Linked DNA regions of Sus scrofa: region 2 is linked to region 1. The links are chromatin contacts, called in public Hi-C maps. All regions are on one chromosome and are shown on one strand. Each heading gives the region's core, a stretch centred on a gene start, on an enhancer-like site or on the middle of the called end of the contact. The rest is flanking DNA. Distances are from core to core; before and after follow the strand shown.

Region 1 (3,825 bases), core at 943-3,442:
TCCTTTGTTTTGGAATTCCCTGACTTTCCCTAGAGAATAGTTTCTCCACTTTGTTTTTGCTCCCTACTCTGATCAAGTAATCCTCTAATTCCTGTTCTGTCCACTTTTAGATTCATAAACATTACAGTTAAACCAGTACTTAAAAAAAAAAAAAAAGCCTCTCTTCAGATAGTTAAAATGAGGAGGGTTTGTGTCAGCAGCTCACAAGGAAAAGGGAAGAGATTTGCACACTCATTGTTCTTTCTCCCTTTTTATGCATCTCTGCTTTTTTTTTTTTTCCTTCCACCCTTCCATGCCAGTCTCAATCTCTTCTACTGAAAAAAATTACTTAACCCTTTACTTTTCCTTCTTTTTAGTTTTTTGGTTCAACTGGCAAAGAATTCTGTGGAAAAGCAGGGTTCTAACTTCGTGGGTTTCCCCACCCCCGCATTCAAGTGAGTTTGTATCCTGAGCTGAGATACTTACCGTTATCTCAGGAATTACTGACCTGTTTGAACAATGACTAGGTTTTACTGGATCTTCTTTTCACTTGATAAGTGAGAGCCCAAACTGCTTTAAGTACACCTGGAAGTCCCCGAGAGATACTTGTTTTATTGCACCTTTTTTTAAACTGAGTTTTGCAGATACTGCATTTTTTTTTTTTCTGCAAATTGCAGGTTTGAGGCACCCCTGCCCCAAGCTGGTCTATCAGTGCCACTTTTAACAGCGTTTGCTCACTTCGTGTCTCTGCCTCGCATCTGGGTAATTCTTGCAATATTTCTTTATTGTTATTACTATATTTATTATAGTGATCTATAACCTTTGATGTTATCATTGCAAAAAGATTACGACTCTGTGAAGGCTTGATGATGGTTAGCATGTTTTAGCAATAAAGAATTTTTTAATAAAGGCATGTATACTGTTTTGCAAGCACAATGCTATTGTACACTTATACAGTATAGTATAACCATAACTTTTATATGCACTGGGAAACCAGAAACTTCATGCAACTCACATTACTGCAGTAGTTGAGAACCAAATCCATAATGCCTGTATCTCAATGCACAAGTCCATTACCACGCCTGGAATCTTCAGTGTTTTTGCCCTGCTCCTACTGTTCACGGCCCACCTGCTCAGTCCAGAGACAAGCACCCTGCTGTATAGTTCCTACTATATAAAACCTGCCCACCATTCCTGAAGTTGGGTGGACTGCTTCACTCACACTGCATTTTACTGTCAGGCGGGGTACCAGAACAGGACTGCTTACGACCCTGGAGTGTACGTGGAAAACAGATCCAGACGACACACACTCTGAGCCCTCAGAGGACTGAGGCTGTGTTATTAAGTCAAGCAAGCTCCAAGTCTGGCCCTACAACCCCCAGGATGAGTTCATTCCCTGAAAACCCTCAATCTCTCCCACAAATAAATCTTCCAGGGCCAGCTTTGCCCCGCAGCAGACACACTTTGAGGTCCAGCCACGAACCTAGATAGCACCTCTGCATTTTGGCCAAGAACCGCAAAAAGATTATAACCCAACCCAAAGCGGTAACTAAGTCAGAAGCAGCGGGCTGAAAAGAATGTCAACGCCCACTGTTCAAAGGCGATCAGGTAGAGGCTAATTGGTTATAAAACTAGCCCACAGCAGGTTTGGAAGACATAGAGGGAGTCCAAAGTGAATACTCACTGACTTCTAGACCCAACGACCACTGAGAAGACAACGTCAGGGGTATTGGAAACGCGACAACCCGCACATGAACTCGGCCTAGGTGCCGGGCATTGCACTGAGAAGGCAGGATACAGTCTTCGCGCCGGCCCAGCCAAGCGCCCCCGGGATGCCAGTGGGCGGGGCCTGAGCATCGCCCCGCCCCCGCCGCCCGCCACTCGGGTCACCTGACCTGCCCGGGGCTCACGTGATCTGTTCCCAACGCCGCCATTTTGGAGCTCCCGATGAGGAAAGGAAAAGCGGGGGAAAAGAGGGAAAAGAGCCGGGAGAGAGGTGGGCGAGGACCCGGGCGAGGGCACGGCCAGGCTCCCGGCCGGCCAAAGGAGGCTCGCGGAAGCAGCAGCTGCCGCCCGACCGCAGGTACCGCGCCCCGGGGCCGCCCCTCCGCCCGCTGTTAGCGCCGCCGCGGGCCATGTGCGTCCTCCCCTCAGGCCTCTACCGGCGCCCGCTTGCTCCTCAGCCGGCCGACACGCGACCGGTGCTCGCCACATGCGCCAAGTTCCGTGGCTCTTTTCAGTTCCCTGTGCCGCCTACGGCAAGGCCTGTGGAGACCCAGGGCTTGCCCTGCAGCTGGGGGTGGGGGGAACCTCCCGCTCACCAGCCTGGTCCGCAGGCAGGCCCGCCGAGGCGTCGCTTCCTTCCCATCAGCAGATGTGAAATCGCTTTAGGGCAGCAGGGATGGAGCGAACAACTGTGTCCTCACTGCATCTTTTGATTACTTTTCTCAACCCCCACCGCTCCAGCCCTTTAGCCGCTGTTTGGTGTAGGAAAAGCTGGTACATAGAAACAGTCCTGGTCTTCTACAGCTATTTCGAACCTCTTCGATGAAGTGATCTCCCCAGAGATGACTGGAAAAAGCTCCCACCCTCTAACACCTGGGAGCTTCCGGAGTGAATGGTTTGTGTGTGGAAGGCCTGGATGATTAATTAGGCCGAGGCCACTATCCCAACCCATAGGCGATCTTTTTAGTTACTGCAGTGGGCTGTAATTTGCTATCAGTCTGATCTCCGTTATCCGGCAATTACTAGATTTATCACCTCTTTGAGTGTGTACTTTCTAAAGTATTCTGACTCAGTGTATGGGTTGCATCATTGATCAAAAGAGAAAGCCTGGCTCTACATTCCTTTACCTCACTAACCCGTTTAAAATTAATTCAGAGGAAAGCCAAATACGTGCTTTCTGCCCTGGCAGTGAACTGTTTACTTAACCATCATCATGAAGTTGCATTCTAGGTGAAAGGAATTCGCGTTCTTTGATCTTTTAGGTTCATTCAAGCTAACATAAACAGTAGCAAAGAAAAGTAGAACAGGGGCAAGAAACTGCATTAGAAGATATATAGGTCAGTCCACTGTGTCTTATCTTTTCAGGCTGCCATTCAGTTGTAAAATTGTTGGATGTGCAGAATCACCCTTTAGATTGTTTTTGGTTAAGGTTAAAGGGGCAATGTACAATATATTGTTTCTTCATTAGAAAGTGCTAGCAATCGAACCAGTAGGTAGTATTTTGAGTCAATTAGATAAAAATTCTGAGCTAAAACATAAAATACACAATTTATTGGAGAAGTTTCTAGAGCTGTTTTTTCTAACCTTCGCAAAATCCTGAAGTCTGCTTGTTAGGTAAATTTTGTAAATTTGTGTCACGTGATCTGGTTGCATGAGCATTCCTCTGAATTTCTTTATGACATGCAATATTGGGCAATTATATACTGAAAACAAACAAACAAACAAAACATTGCTTTGTTTCACCAAGAAAGAGAAATGTTTGATACTATATACTTTCATTCTTGGCCACAGCTGGATTTTGAAGATTGATCCAAGGGACTGTATTAATTTCAGGAATTGATTTGAAAGACACTGGCTCTGCCACTTAACAGCCATGTAACCTTGGGTAAGTCACTTAAACTGCCCTGAGTGTTTCCTTATTTGTAGAGTTGTGTAACACACTAGCCTGTCCCAAAGAGTTATGAGGCTCAAACACAGTAAAGTGTTTGATAGAGCCTAACTGTGAGGGACTGTTGCTCTTTCCAGTATTGATATTTTCATCCACTTTTCTGTTCCTACTAAGAAATAAGAGGAAAATTAGTGTATTGAGAAAGGATGGATTTAGAATCAGATAGGCCTGGA
Region 2 (3,762 bases), core at 599-3,098, 210 kb after region 1:
GAGCGGCCCAAAGAAATAGCAAAAAGACAAAAAAAACCCAATTTATCGTTGTTTTATTTGTTTGTCTTTTCTAGGGCTGCACCCTTGGCATATGGAGGTTCCCAGGCTAGTAGTGGTCAAATTGGAGCTGTAGCTGCCGGCCTATGCCAGAGGCCAGAGCCTTAGCAACTAGGTATCCGAGCCTTGTCCGAGACCTACACCACAGCTCATGGCAACGCCGGATCCTTAACCCACTGAGCAAGGCCAGGGATCGAACCCACATCCTCATGGTTCCTAGTCGGATTCGTTAACCACTGAGCCACGACGGGAACTCCTAATTTAACTTTTAAACTTTTAAATATTTGATTCATTGAGAACATGTTTTTGATCTAGGGAATGAGTTTAGAATCCTTGTGTCTGCTGACCTGGCTGTCTCCTCCCCACCCAAGGCTGACCTGTGTGAGTGGGAGTCACAGGACCCATCACATCACCCACTGCATGACTGTCCACAGTGGATCTCAAAACATGACACCCTGAAACAGAAGACAAGACTCCAGACTGCCATTTTCACAATCTCTCCCCGCAAAAATCTTGTCTGTTCGCATATTAAAGAGAAGCCATCCTTAATGGTTAAGAATGTCAAATTCAAAGCACATGAATTCTTTATACCCAAGAGTTATGTGTCAATGTTCACCACAGCATCATTCACGAGAACCAATAAGAGGAAACACCTCGAGTGATGAATAAAGGAAATGTGTTTTAAAAAAATATATATAACAAAATATTATTCACCCTTAAAAAGGAAGAAAATGCTAACACATGCTACAACATGGAGGAAATAATCTAGTCACAAAAGGACAAACGTTGTATGATCCCACTTATGGGGGTACCTACAATGGGCAAATTCATAGAATGGTTTAAGGGCTAAGGTAGAAAGGATTGAGGAGTTGTTATTTATAGGGTATGGATTCAGTTTTACAAGATGAAAAGAGTTCTAAAGATTACACAAGGTGAATGTATTTAACACTCCTGAACTGCGCCCTTAAAAATGGTTCAAATAGTCAATTTTATATATTGCCACAACTGAAAAAAACAACACATGCCACCAACTTCTCCACTCCAAAGGCCTGCTTTTACCTCCAGGGAGGTGTGTGTGTGTGTGTTGGTGGGAGGAGTGTCAGGCGTGTACCAGAGTTCACACCACATTCCACACACCACCACATCCCACAGCCCCTCCTCCAACCTCTCAGGTAAGGCCTGTTTTAACTCCTTTTGTTTGTTGGGTTTTCTTAAGCTACATATTTAAGTTCCCCAACCAGGGATCAAACCTGGGCCTCAGCAGCCACCCCAAGCGCTGCAGTCGAATGCTTAACGTACTGCGCCACAGTGGGAACTCTTGGCTTCTTAATAGCAAGGTGACCAGGGAGTCTTTACTTGCTCCAGCGCCCCCCAACCTATTTTAAATGTAAATTTAATATTTTTGAGCAAATTTAACAATTGTGCAACCATCACCACCATCCAGGTTTAGGACCTTTCCATCACTCCTTTCTAAGCGCCCGGATCCTTATCTGATGGAGATGATAGGAGCCTAGCGCATTGTAAGCCACCAACAAATTTTACCCACTATTACGCTTGTTGATGATGGCCTGTTTCTAGGTTATTATCTTTCCCTGCAAGGGGCCGGATTCTAGCTCGGACGGGGCCGGCACGCGTAGAGCACAGATTTGCAGAAGAGACGTGGGACCGGAGAAGGAATGCCCCGCGCAGCGATTCTGCCCGGTGCCTCACCGCCTGCGATCGTGGAATCGGGCCTCTCCCCGCGCCCTGGCTGGGGCTGGAGGCGTGGCTTCGGGTTGGATTGGTGATGCCTGGGCGCTGCGGGCGCCTGCGCAGTGGTGAGGGCCGCGCGCGCGCGCCGAGGGGCAGCCGGAGTTCTGAGTGGGCCAAAGCGTGGTTGCGGCTGCTCGCCCGGGACGGCCGCACCATGGCTGAGGAGGAGCTCGAGGCGCTGAGGAAGCAGAGGCTGGCCGAGCTGCAGGCGAAGCATGGGGTGAGCGCGCCGGCCGCCCGCCAGGCCCGTCCCCTGCGGGGCGCCGCCCTCGCCCGAAGCGGAGGGCGCGGCCCCGGGCGGAGGCTGCAGGCGCCGCAGCCCGCGCTCTTCCCAGGGGCCGAGGACCCCGCCTCCGCTCACCCGCGGACTCCGGGGTGGTTCGGCTCCACTCCGCGGCACAGGGGTTCGGGCGGCACGCGGACCACGTGTTGTCCCGGGCGGGTCTGGCGCAGGCCTCTGCTGGGCAGGGAGTCGGTCTCCTCAGGGCCGGCATTGGTCCCAAGCAGAATGCTCAGCCCGTCGGGGTTCGGTGCCTCTAGCTCTTGAATCTAGCCTTGAATCTAGCCCTTCTAGCCGAATATTTTCTAGAATTCAGTTTTTCCGACCCAAGTGCTCGACAAACATTTTTTGAGGGTCTGCTCTGTGCCAGGTGCTGAAGCTGTAGCGGGCCCAGGGACGGGTCCAGGGAGGAGCCAGACACTGAACTCTAGTACCGTTTTTAAAACGCCTTAATCTTGAAAAGAGGGGGGGAGTAGCGTTTTAGGGATGGAGCGGGATGGTCTGGAAGGAAGCGCTGTTTGAATTATCAACGTCCCCAATACCAAATCACAATTTTCCTTTCCAGAAATTATCCTTACCACATGAAATACGGTTTCATAGTACAGAGGCTCTTCTCCCTAATGGTTGTTTGTATCCTAAAACATTCTATTGGATTGTGACTTTAGAAGGTTATCAGAACGTGTAGTAAGTGGAAGCTAAGCTTTATTATTTTATTGTTTTATTTTTTATATTTATTGCCATCTCTACCACCGCAGGAGCCTGTTAGGCATCAGAAACAATCTAGAACCGTTCCTGTTTTGTTTTTTTTTTCTCCCCTCTATGAGATAACAAACAGTTCCTATTTTTCTTCCTCCGTGAAATTCCTAAAAGATAAAATTATTTTTTCAGGATCCTGGTGATGCAGCACAACAGGAAGCAAAGCACAGGTATGAGCTGGAACTTTGAGTTTTTTAATGTAGTAGCTCCTTTTAAATTAAGTTAACGAGTAATAGACACAACATTAGTTTTAGGTGTACAACATAATCATTTCCTGTTTGTATATATTGTGAAATGATCCCCCCATAAGTCGAGTGAACATCTATTACCATACATATAATTTTTTTCTTGTGATGAGAACTTTTTTTACTGTCTTAGCAACTTTCAAATACACAGTATTTTTTAAACTTTTTTTTTTTTTTTTTTTTGTCATGCTCTCAGCATGTGGAAGTTCCCTGGCCTGGGACTGAACCTGTGGCACAGCAGTGACCCAAGCCACTGCAGTAGCCAAGCTGGATCCTTGGATCCTTAACCCCATGTGCTGCAAGAAAACTCCTACAATATAGTATTATTAACTCTAGTCATCATGCTGTGTACTACATCCCCATGACTTATTTATAACTGGAAGTTTACTTTTTGACAGCCTTCACCCATTTTGCCCACCTCTCAACTCACCTCTTGCTCTATTCTCTGTGTCCATGGTAACTCTGAACTTTTTGAAAGATGGTTTCACCAAAAAAGTGGGGTTTTTTTACTTTCGTTCTTTTAATAGATGTGTGAATGTTAAAGTTTTTCCTTGCATACTGATTTTTGCAGAAATCGTTGTTGCTGTTAGTTAACTAAATACACATGTATAGAACCCAGTAACACATATGACCTATATGGCAATCACATATGACAATCACTGATTGATGTTT

The links. A called contact is a pair of places that touch in the nucleus more often than the background predicts.
Region 2: a contact with region 1 is called in a Hi-C map of skeletal muscle, with 4 times the contacts expected there. The contact joins the promoter of PDCD5 here to the promoter of LOC110261352 in region 1. A contact is called at or near these places in 4 of 47 Hi-C or Micro-C datasets (liver, mesenteric adipose tissue, skeletal muscle and 1 more).

What each region holds. Positions count from the first base shown.
Region 1 is chr6:42,272,312-42,276,136 of Sscrofa11.1, forward strand. LOC110261352 reads right to left here and starts at 2,193. Exons shown (of 7, transcript XM_021097538.1): 1 at 1,664-2,193. The coding sequence starts at 2,193. It overlaps ZNF507 (zinc finger protein 507), which reads left to right and starts at 1,881. Exons shown (of 6, transcript XM_003127012.5): 1 at 1,881-2,062. The coding sequence starts at 1,927.
Region 2 is chr6:42,481,805-42,485,566 of Sscrofa11.1, forward strand. It overlaps PDCD5 (programmed cell death protein 5), which reads left to right and starts at 1,849. Exons shown (of 6, transcript XM_005655804.3): 1 at 1,849-2,029; 2 at 2,978-3,015. The coding sequence starts at 1,964.